Regions from separate parts of the Xenopus tropicalis genome. Here region 2 is linked to region 1. Evidence: chromatin contacts called from public Hi-C data. All regions are on one chromosome and are shown on one strand. The core of a region is the stretch at or near the end of the contact, and the rest is flanking DNA. Distances in the headings are between cores, read along the strand shown.

Region 1 (5,701 bases), core at 2,271-4,770:
ATGAAATGGTCTTTTTGCACTGCGGACACCTGCAGGATTCTGTCCCCTTCCCCTGACAGGGCCCCTGCATGTAATTTGTTAGTATATGGAAGGATGCAAAGGCCTAGTTTTACTAGTAATGTAGAAGCACGCTATATATTGAATTATACATGTTATTAACACTCTATGGCAGTTTTGGCATCTATGATTAACCCTACAAATGCCAAACTGACGTCTGTATACACAGTCTCCATTACACTTGGTCCTTAGCATATCATTTTAATAAAATACTTGTTGCTATATACAGAATGCCAGTCTTCTAACCTTATGAACACTATTATATAAGGGTACTTGTTGGGGGGGAACACAAAAACAAGTCTAAAGAGACACCAACAGAAAAGGTATTTACCTGCAGTTGTATGTCCTTATTTCCTTGTTGTCTCTCTTGCATTTCACTGCCACAAAAATCATGGTGACAAAGAGAATTGCAGCAATGGATCCCAAGGCAATGATAAAAATCAAAGATAAATTAACAGATCCTATGGACTCCTGGGCATCCAAGGTTGGGGACAGATAGATGAGAATCAACGCAGATGCTGAAAGTGATGGCTTTCCATGATCGTGTGCCACCACAATCAGTTCATAAGTGGTCTTTGAATTTTCCCCAAAAGTTCTAGTGGTCCTAATCTCCCCATTCACTTGATCAATCTCAAAAAAGCCTCTGTCCCCTTCGGAAATCTCATAGGAAAGCCTTCCATTCTCTCCTTCATCATAATCATCAGCTTTGACCATAGTCACTAAGTAACCCACACCTGCATTCCGGGGAATGTACACCTCAGAGGTCCCATTGACAAGAGGTGGAGCAGTTATCACTGGAGTATTATCATTTACATCCACCACTATGACCCTGACAGTCACGTTGCTCTGGAGTGATGGGTTACCTCCATCTTTTGCTAGAATTTTAAATTCAAAGGCTTTGGTTTGCTCGTGATTAAAAGATCTCAGAGCATAAATGTCTCCCGAGGTTGGGTTGATGGACACATAGGTAAACACTGGCATATCTCTGACCTGGGATGGAACAAGTTGGTAGGACACACTGCCATTTAACCCCAGGTCAGGGTCTCTGGCTGAAACCGACAACAGGTAAGCCCCAGGGGTGTTGTTTTCAGAGACAATCACCTGATAGAATGTTTTAGAGAAGTGAGGGTGGTTGTCATTCTCATCTGTAATTCTCACTGTAAATGACTTTGTAGATTGCAAGGAGGGATTGCCACTGTCTTTGGCCTGGATAGTAAGATTGTACTGATCCCTCTGTTCTCTGTCTAACCTGCCATCTACTAAAATGGTGGAAAAGCTCTCATATTCCTGCAACCTAAAAGGCACGCTGCCCAGCAGTTTGCACAGAACTCTTCCATTGATCCCAGAATCCTTGTCTGAGACCCTAACCAAAGCTATAACATAGCCAGGGGGAGCATTCTCACTCACTTCTACCACCTCACTGTTGACTGAAAGCAAGTTAATGACTGGCACATTGTCATTCATATCCAGGACATTCACAGTCACTTTACAATGAGCAGGGATGGAATTGGGTCCCAGATCTTTAGCTTGTACATCGATTTCATACACATGGCCTTCCTCGTAATCTATAGCTCCACTGACAGTAATCACACCAGTCTTGGGGTCTATTTTGAAAAGTTCCCTGGTTTTGTCTGACACATAGCTATTAAAAGAGTAGACTATCTCTCCATTGGTGCCTTCATCTGGGTCTGTGGCATTGAGATCAATAACCATGGTGTTAAGGGCAGAGTTCTCAGGAACATTTACTGTGTAGGCAGCCTCCTCAAACATTGGGTTGTTGTCATTAGAATCTATCACTTTGATATTTAGTTCCACAGTACCAAAATTGGAGGGATCCCCACCATCCAGGGCTGTGATAATATAGCTGTAGTGAGACTGGGTCTCCCTATCCAAGGCTTTCTCTACTACCAGCTCAGCAAATCTAGACCCATCGCCCCTTGTCTTTATTTCTAAGCCAAACAGATCATTGGGGGTAATTTCATAGGTCTGCACCCCATAATTACCGGAATCAGGATCATATGCACTCTCTAGAGGGATTCTGGTTCCAGGGCTTGCTGTTTCAGAGATCTCCAAGTCAATCTGGTCAGTAGGAAAACTGGGTGCATTATCATTAAGATCCTTGATCTCTACTTTAATGACACAAATCTCCATAGAGTTGGACATGACCTCCAATGAGATGACACACTTGGGGATCTGCCTGCACAGCATATCTCTGTCTATCTTCTGCTTGGTGACTAGCAAGCCCGATGCATTGATGTCCACCAGATGGGAGGCTGAGTTAGAGACCACTCTGAAGGCAGGCTGCCTGGGGTCCAGCACAAAGCCAGCATCTTTAGCGTCCTTAGCTACATTGGCAATTACAGTCCCAGCTCTCTGCTCCTCCTCCACTGTGTATTTCAAGTTGATCAGAGCTCGGGATCGAGTCCAGGACACTACCAGCAAAAGCAAAATGTGCAACAAATCCATCTCCCTGCTCAGCCACAACCACATAGTAGAAGGGGCAATGGATCAGGACTACAGATGGAGGCGAGCGGTACAAACAGGAATCCACAATCATATACACACTCACTGTGCCAGCTGAAATGGATGTAGAGATGCAGAGCTGAAGTTGAGCAGTTCATGCACAGGGATGCTGCGGCTCTACCTTGGCTGGGCTATGGGCGAGAAGCAATGGGAAGCCACAGTGAGTTGCCGGGGAAGACACCTGCTCTGCAGGCGCAACGTGTCACTCAGCAGCAGCAGCTCTCAGTGCGCACCGGTTGAGCACTTTAATCGCGCCCTCATGGCTTGTAGTCATTGCCTTATTGTGCCAATACCTGGGCTCCCCGGGATCATGTCACACAGTCTCTGTGGAGTAAATTAGCCCCTTTCTGGGTCGATCCATTGAAATCCAGGCAGAAAAATAAAGGTGTCCTTTAAAATGATGAATGTAGCCAGGGATGAGTCTCAGCACCATTCATTCATTTACGCAATGCACAGTGCCCACCGCCGGCTTTCATCTGCAATTGTGCATCTGCCAAGAAAATCCCATGTCCCACCTTGCTGGCTCCCCGTGTGAGGGTTGCTAGGGGCTGAGCAGGTGGGGTGTGAGGGTGGGATGTGAGGGGCTTCTGGGGCAGATAATAGATCCCTTAGCGATGCGATGGCAGGGAGCAGAAGTCAAGTAGTAAGCACCACATCATGCCCAAAAAGAACAAGTGGCCCCCGGCATCATCTCATCTCAGTAGGAAGAGAGAGAGAAAATGATCACCTTCCTCAATGAAGTAGTTTAAAATCCACTGCGCAAAGGAGGAAAAAAGCGGCACCTGTATATTAGCTGCTCGGTGCCATCAGTGTAGCCTGCAGTTATTCCTATCCCTGGCTGGATGTGCCTTTCTTGTAGTAGCGCTGAGTCCCTGTTATAACAAGCGCCCGGCTGCCTCTCGCTTGGCTGCTGCAAACTACTGGCTGCGCTCTGACTGAATCTACAGAGAGGGAGAGAGACGGGAGGGGGAGTGCTAAGTTGGAAGCTACTCCATGCTGCAGCCAATCACGGCGCGCCAGGAGGAGGGGGGGACTCTGATTGGGGATGGGGAGCTTCAAATTTCGAACAAGGGTTGAGAAAGTTCCCCAGTCAGCAGCAACGGAGCTGCGGAGAGGAGGTGTCCATGGTGCTGCTACTGAGGCTTCTACAGGGGATTATTCTCTGCATTGCGCCCGGGCTGCCCCCAGCTTGCTCTCATGCTTGCTCATTGCTCACCCTGACACATTAGCCCACTGAGCTTCCCTCCACCTGTCCTGCTTGGGGCACAGCAGCAGTAGCCTTGGCAAGTCGGGGTGTGGGTGCTGCTGGGAGATGTAGTCGCGCTACAGCAGGAGAGCAGCGCTGGCTGGTTACCCCTCACTGCTCTGGCGCTAGGGCTGCCTGCCTGGGGCTGCCCTATTGGGATGAGATTTGAATGGAGATCGGGGGCATTTCATTGCAAGCATGCCAGTGTCCCGATGCCCTTGAAGAGAAGGGGAGAGCCGGGCGGCAGTAGGTTGGAGCTTGTGTGTGAGTGTAGCTTGTGTGTGTGTGCGAGCGGCTGGAGAGAGTCCAGTCTATGCGCCTTAGTCGCACGACTGAATACAGCAAGATCAGCTCGATTTAAACGGCTCGGAGATGAGCGCTTAGCCGGCGGCTGATGCGCTGACAGCAGTGTTGTCTCTGTTAATGCAGGTCACCGGCAAGTGCTAAAACTCTATATTTACAGCGCGTACAGCAGCCATCCATCATGGGAAAGCGCTCAGCAGCCCGACTCGCAGCCCGACCCGCAGCCCTGCTTTACTGCTGCTACCTGTCCCTCCCCGGCTACAATAGGATAACCTTACAATCCCCAGCTCCCATTACTTTCTATTCGTGGGAACCTGCTGCCTTCTGTACCGGGCAAATGAACCGCAGCTTAACCCTTTGTGGGCCGGGCAACGCTACTGCCACTCAAAAAAAAATGTTAAAAAAAAAAAGTGAAGCTGCTTGTAGTTACCTAAAGATTAACCACCTTTACCTGTCTGTCACACACACCTATACTGTGGGCAAGCATACATATACATAGACATATGATATCAACATTCTATAGAAATATCCACATTCTCTCTCTATATATATATCTTTCTGCCTGCCTATCTCTAGCTCTCTGTACAGTCCATTCATGAGTAATAGTAGGGTGAGTGAGTTTTGTACAGATCACTATTTCCCATCTGCCAGTGGGTGACAAAGAAGCCCCCCCACCCGTGTACCAGTACTAACCCACTGTGCCACATGAAACTAATAGTAAGCCAGTGACACAGGCGGCTCCATGTGTAATGCTGGGGGATAGATTCCATATGAGGGCTGATGTGGCCTTTACTGTGCGGCTGCTACGCGTTGCCATGTACACTGAGGCTGGCAGCCTGGCACACAGCAGGAGGCTTGATCCCTGGCATCTCTCTACTGTACAGGCACTCACGTTGCTGCTGCAGCGATTAAATGTAGAAATGAAAGGACAACATGTCCCATTATTTAAAGGCAACCCCCCCTTTATAGGAAATCGATGGTAATGGTTTACGTTAAGATGCTCGTGTAATGTTACACAGAAGGATGTGCGACTGACAGGGGAGACAGGGAAGGGCAGAGCGGAGGAGTGGGAGAGCGCTGATGGCTTGCAAGGTGCCATTTAATATAGGGGGATGGGAGGGGGCTGCTCCCTGGATCAACCTTCTCCGCTCACACAGCCGGGACTGAAGGGGCATGAACTCGCTAATGTCCTGGGTAACGGCTCAAATGAATGAGCGGATACACTGAGAGGAGCAGCGGCAACACGGGGGGTGAGGTCACAATGGAAGTGCAATTAGGCAGCAGGGATTGCTGAGCCCCCACCCCTGGGCCTGACAGTTACACACGGCTTGTTGGGTTTAGTATTACCCGTAGGCTAAACGGAGGCACCCATTAAACTTAGCCACATATAGTGAACTGGGGATTAAGGGGAGGTGCAGATAATAGATGATAGAGATTTAAAGATATTGAGAGATGATTATAGAGATGAGAGAGACATTTTATCTATCTATTTCTATCTATCATCTATTTCTATCTAACTATCTATCTATCATCTATTTCTATCTATCATCTATTTCTATCTATCATCATCTA
Region 2 (6,040 bases), core at 1,506-4,005, 48 kb before region 1:
TTCTACTAGAGCTAATAATGCCGGAAACTGTAAAGTGCAGAAACTGGAGGACTACAAGTGGATATTTCTAAACATAAACAACAATGGTCACCATTTTGTCCCCCATATAAGAAAGTACTCATGTTTCTGATATATACATACATGTATATTCTATAATAATGTTTAATACCCAATAAGCCACATGAAATCTATATTTAATACACAGTGTGGTGCAGCACTACTTTGGTGGCAGCATTTCTACTAGTTCATTTACATCATATGGCATTACTAATGGTTGCTTTTTTAATTCAACTATTTCTGAGGAGAGCTGCCTCCCTAAAATACGTAAAGGTTGACTCATTGTTAAGTTCCAGCAGAGGGTTTCAGTGCTGAGTATTTCTGAATACTCGTCTATTGAGAGTCATGCATGCCCGGTTCTCTATTTTATATACCTATTGTGATTGGGCTGTGGAAAGATTATCTTCGGCACCTCCCTTGAAGGCATGAGCTCACAAGAGAAATAACAGAAGTGTTCAGGCAGCAGAATGCACACTGACAGCCGCAACTACCCATTCCATAGGATGAATTGTTATGCATCTTCTGGCAGCTAGGAAACAAAGGCACTTTCTAGCATTCCTTAGTAATGCTAGGAAATTCTTCTTACTAGCATTATTTTTCTGGCTGTTTGATTTTAAGCTTTATTAACCTCTGGGATGTCAAGGAGCTTTCCAATTTATTTGATTCATCTCAAACACAATGGCCTGAGAACACCTCCAGTGCACAAAGGGTATAGAATTCTCCTCTTAAAAGACTAAAGAAAATTCTCTCTCTAACAATGATACGAGGAATGTATTCTCTCAAAAACTAAGGGTCTCCAAAGCTCTTCTGTGAATTCTATTGCAATAACAATAAGGGGAGCTGAGGGAACAGTTGATATGAGGCCAGGTTGTCACAGCCATAACCTACTCAAGCTCTGTCCTCTGTGCTCAGTCATTATGTCATCATATATTTTCTTAGTATCCCTGCTGCAGTCCCACCACCTGAAAAGAGTCTGCGTGTTTTACTTGTAAGGGAGTGCTAAAGAGTCCCCTGCTGATACAAATGATTCTGTGGAATGTGAATTGGACTTCAGCTTTTCCTGTGGTCCTAGCTATGTTCTACATTTTACAAAACATTTCACTTCTGACCACCCAACACATACTGTAGCACTGTTTATTATTCTATAAAGGTTGGAGGGTATAGCAGTCTTCAGATGTTTTCCTATAAAAAATATGAAAGGAAACCTCTCTGCTGACTATTAATAAATGCACTAGAAAAATATGAACCTACACCCCACCCTACCCTTCCCAGAGATAAACTCTGAGGGGCAGCTGCAGGGGCTACAGCAATAGGCCACCTGTACCCACCTCCCACTCAGGCTTAAGCCAAAAGCTCCTTTTTATAATCAGATGTCAAGAAAACAGACTACAGAATGTTATATAGGACACACAAGTTACGAGCGTTGGCTCAGTAGATTCTACTTCTCCAAGTTACAGGTTATTCATTGCTAGTTTACATATTGTCTGGAACTCACTACCCCTTTAAAGAAAAAGTCAACCCTTAAAGGGTTAAATTTTATGTTGATGAATTTATTTGTTTGTCAAAAGAATCAGTGTTAGAAATGTGTATACCAGGGGTGGGACTGGAGCTGCAGGAAGACTGAGATCACAATTTAAATGAAAATAAGGACCATTTCAGGGATAGCAAGCCTATGACTCTATGACAATCACCTGACAGCCATGAGCAGAAGCTGCAGTTCGACAACAACTCGCAGACCATAGGTTGCGCATCCCAATATTAAAAATATCTCACAAAAAACAAGGATAAAGTACCAAAACTCACAGGACTAGTAAACCAGTCAGCAGATAGCATTAACTGGAGATCTCTTTAAAAGCAAATATCTTATTGGTTGTTCTGTGTTACTGGACCTGGTACAAACTGTGACTATGCCGGCTGTATTTGATTTTAAAACAGTCCCCCACAGGGTTTCTATGATGCATTGCTGGGGTTTCAGTGCTAGGATTGCCAGTTGTCTGGTATTTTACCTGCCTAGTCAGTACAAAAAGGCATTTGATGTTAATGTTATTGATAGGAAAGACATATAATAAGAAAGATATGCATGGCAATAGCAACCCTGTTCAGTTACCCTACCATAAAAGTAGATATTCAGCTTACAATACTTTGATTATCAATTGGTAAGCAGTTAAGAAATATTTTACCCTTTGAGCACCACCTGCCACTGCTAATTTTATATGTGCTGGTCCCTTTATGATATATGCAGCATAAACAAGTGGCAACATCTCAAAAGGGTTAAATGTGAATTGATGAGATTTCTATCCCAACTGACAGTCCAATATTAATACCTGATAATATCTCTGTACAAATAGAGAGTAATTTCTTTTCAACAGCTTGCTCCCCACAAATGATAAGCTTGAAGGGCCAGTGGAATATTGATTGAAAGAGGGTGCTATTACAAGTGCTTCTTATTTTTCTCTCTGATTAGGATGTGAAGGATCTGGGACGAGCAATAAATGGCTTGTGCTTGGTGTGAGGATACATATCCCTTTTCCTTGTCTCCAGTATGCTGCAACCTAGCATCCGAGAAACACCATCAATCTTATGAGTCTCTCCCCCGAGTACAAAGATTGTTTTGTGATACAGATGGAAAGGACACAGACTCCCTGGCCTGTCACGCATACAAATCGCAGTCTTTATGGGCGTGTGCAAAACCGATAATGGGCCGGCGTCAGATGAAAAGGCTAAGTGCTCGCACCTGGCCCCAGCTATTGAGTTGGGAGCTTTGGCCAGTGCTAGGGAGAATTGATAGCCTATTCCACGCTTGTTTCCTGTGGAGTACAAATGCTAATGAAACTCACGCCCCCTACTGAAAGTTTCACTTTGTCTATCAGAGCTGCAAATTTGCCCTGTGTGTCCCCGGAACCAATTTTATGCCCTAAAGTTAGTATGTATACAGCTGGGCAGCAGCTGGTCGGCTTCACTTCACAGATGCACACATACCTCATTTTTCATTGCTTTCTTAGAAACCGTCATGAGTAAAGTGCGTCATAATTTCACTACAATTCCATTACATGGATAACTGAAATGGAAGGGTGGGTGGATGGGTTAATGAACGGACACATGCTTCAAAACTGGTCAGTGCAATTGGCTTTGAAACCAAAAATAACGGTTGTGGAGGGCATTTAACCAGGCCTGGATTAAGATTCAAAATAGGCCCTGGCATTCCAAGTTCACCGAGGCACAAACAGCCCCCCACCAACCCAGTGCAAAAGTAACTGTCTATGGGATCTTGCCAGTCCAGGCCTGTTTTTAACATTTATTCAAGTAGCCATTAGTGATGGGCGACATGTTTCGCCAGGCATGGATTCGCGGCAAATTTCCGCATTTCGCCATTGGCGGATTGCTTTGCGAAACGGATGAAAAAATGTGCCGCGGAAAAATTTGCCGCACGTCCAAAAATTGTCGCTGGCATCAAAAAAGAATAGTCGCGGGTGTCAAAAGAATAGCCGCGCGACTAAATAAAAGCTGCGGGCGACAAAATAATAGCCACGCAACAAAATAATAGCCGCGGGTGACAAAAGAATCTCGGGTGACACTTTTTTTGCCACACAACATTTTTGCCGTTTTGCAAATTTTTCGCCGTTTTGCGGATCTTTTGAAAGATTCGCGAATTTTTCGGTGAAGCGAAACGGAACAGATTCGCTCATCACTAGTAGCCATTTCCTTAAGGTCTTACATTTTATTCCACAGAATGACACACCTGAGCTTTGAAATTGTCACAACCACTTGCAAGAGGCGCTGCAGAGAATCTGCAAAATTTGGCAAGTTTAACCAAATGCCAGTGGCTTCAAATGAGGTCCAGACTGAGATTCAAAATAATAACAGAGGCCAGCCCACTAAATAATGACTGTCTACAGTCATCTTACAGCAGCCACTCTGGCATTTGCCAGAACCCACAGATTGCCAGTCCAGGCCTTGTTAATACGCATGAAAAGCTCCAATGCAGTCATTTTGGAACTATAAATTAGAAATATAAGGGCTAGGCCCATAGATTTGTTGCACTTATGATAGTTCCTCCTCTTGCAAATGCCAAGGGAAAGAGTCTACTGTAGCTCTAGAATGGTAGATGTGAGATAGCCCCCTCTCTGTGTCTGTAACAGTGGCAGCCCTACCGAGCTACTGAATAACAAAAGAATAAATCTTTCTCTAAACATAAAACTGCTTAAAATTCCCAAACAAAATTATTCAGCACCTTTACCTTTCTCAGCAGTTTATTTCGACCCACAACATCTCTGGAGTTTGCAAGAACTTTTGTTGAGTAGGTAAATTTGATGGCTTAAAACATAACTGTGCACAAACCTTCAGGCTTCCTTTAAGCTAAGACAAATTGGTTTTAAGGTAGTTTTGCAGAAGGACATAGCATCTCACTGATATTATGATAGACATTTATACTCACAGTGTCTCTATTTCTGCCTAGTACATCATGGGGTGGATTTACCAACATCCCCAAAAACTTCTATTATACTAATATAACTACAATTTACTATTAGTAACTAGTGGGAAAACACACACTGAAACAAATACAAATATTCAAGCTGGGAGAAAAAATGTGAACAAATATTATGAATATTCATAAATGTAATTTTTTTTTCTCAGACTCACAGAGGAATTCGTAAATCTGCATAGTAGCTTTGCACATTTTTAAAAAGCAGAATATTGACTGATGTTAGAAACAAAGTCAAATCAGAAGGCTATCCCACACATGTTGTAATGCACATTTGCTTAAGGAGAAAAGGGCTGACTTGGCTGGAGGTGAGCTACAGGAGATGAGCTTCTGGGACAACTGTCATGGCAAATTCCTTCAGATTGGCTGCCCACAAAATGATGACAATCAGCGAATCTTCTGGTGTGCACGCATAGGCACACAAACCATACCAGATGTTCTGTATATTCCCCTTACAGCTGTAACCTATTTCAGTGAACGCTTGCACAGCAAACTATGGCAAATGTAACGTAAGTCACAAAGCTTGGTCCAGGTCTAATAACCAATCAGACTTTTGCTTACAGAAAAGCAGATCAATAAATACATTAAGCTGACTGGTAGTTTGGGTTACTTGCACCCTACATGCTCAGATTATTGGTGTCCAGCTGTGCCTATTGCCGCTAGGGAACCCTGGTGCTGCTGGCACTCCAGGATTTCCACAACAGGTTGTATCAATAGGTGCACTAGACTTGCACCGAGTGAATTAGATGCAAACAACATTTTGAAAGGAAAGTTTAAGACACATTTACAGTGTACATATTGCATTGAAATTATGGGGGAAATTGTGCATAATGGGCAAAAGACAAAAGACACAACCAAAATTGCACTGTGCACACTTGTTTTTGTAAATTACCCTACTAAGTGTGTTCAGGTGCAGTAACTCATAGCAAACAATCAGCAGGTGACATTTACCAGTCACCTGTTTAAAAGCAAACATCTTATTGGTTGTGCACCAACTAATTGCCTTTAATTTTATAAGGGGGGTAGTATTTTAAGGACTTAACAGGTTAAAGCTACAATTAAATCAGATATACCTGCCTTTGAGCCTTTGGAAAAGTTTCTCCAAGAATGCTGGCACTGCTCTTAAAATATTCAGCGGAGACAAATAATCAAATCATTGCTCAGCAAATCTAAACAATGGCTTTGTGTCACTGCTTCCAAAAACTGATATAGTTATACTGTGGCATGTAACTAGACCTGCAGGCACTTTTCATTTTTGATAAGGAACCAGGAAATTTAAATAAAAAGTTGTCTTTAGCCCTATAGCAGGCAGGTGCAAGCAGCTGTCACCAATATGCAGGTTGTACTTGCCTGAAAAATATTCCAGCATTCCCGGAAATGTTATTAAAATCATTTTATTAAAATCATAAACCAATTTAATGCATCTAAAATAGTCACAGAAAGCATTTCTTAAACTGAGATGGTTTAAAAAGAAGGCATGGTTGCCCCTTCTGGCGCTGG

What was found. Hi-C and Micro-C count contacts between places; a contact is called where the count stands out from the background.
Region 2: a Hi-C map of neurula embryo shows a contact between it and region 1, with 2.1 times the contacts expected there. The contact joins the enhancer-like site here to the promoter of pcdh19 in region 1. A contact is called at or near these places in 3 of 5 Hi-C or Micro-C datasets (brain, gastrula embryo and neurula embryo).

The regions. Positions count from the first base shown.
Region 1 is chr8:52,782,378-52,788,078 of UCB_Xtro_10.0, reverse strand. pcdh19 (protocadherin-19) reads right to left here and starts at 3,520. Exons shown (of 5, transcript XM_012969243.3): 1 at 389-3,520. The coding sequence starts at 2,547.
Region 2 is chr8:52,829,631-52,835,670 of UCB_Xtro_10.0, reverse strand. The region is part of intron 2 of pcdh19 (protocadherin-19); the gene reads right to left. Among named protein-coding and RNA genes, the nearest start is that of pcdh19, 48 kb to the right of the region's middle. Within about 2 kb of position 2,755, at least 5 of the 11 cell types and tissues checked have an H3K27ac peak or open chromatin away from gene starts, as enhancers often do. A contact at or near this core is called in gastrula embryo and neurula embryo, where this site is marked.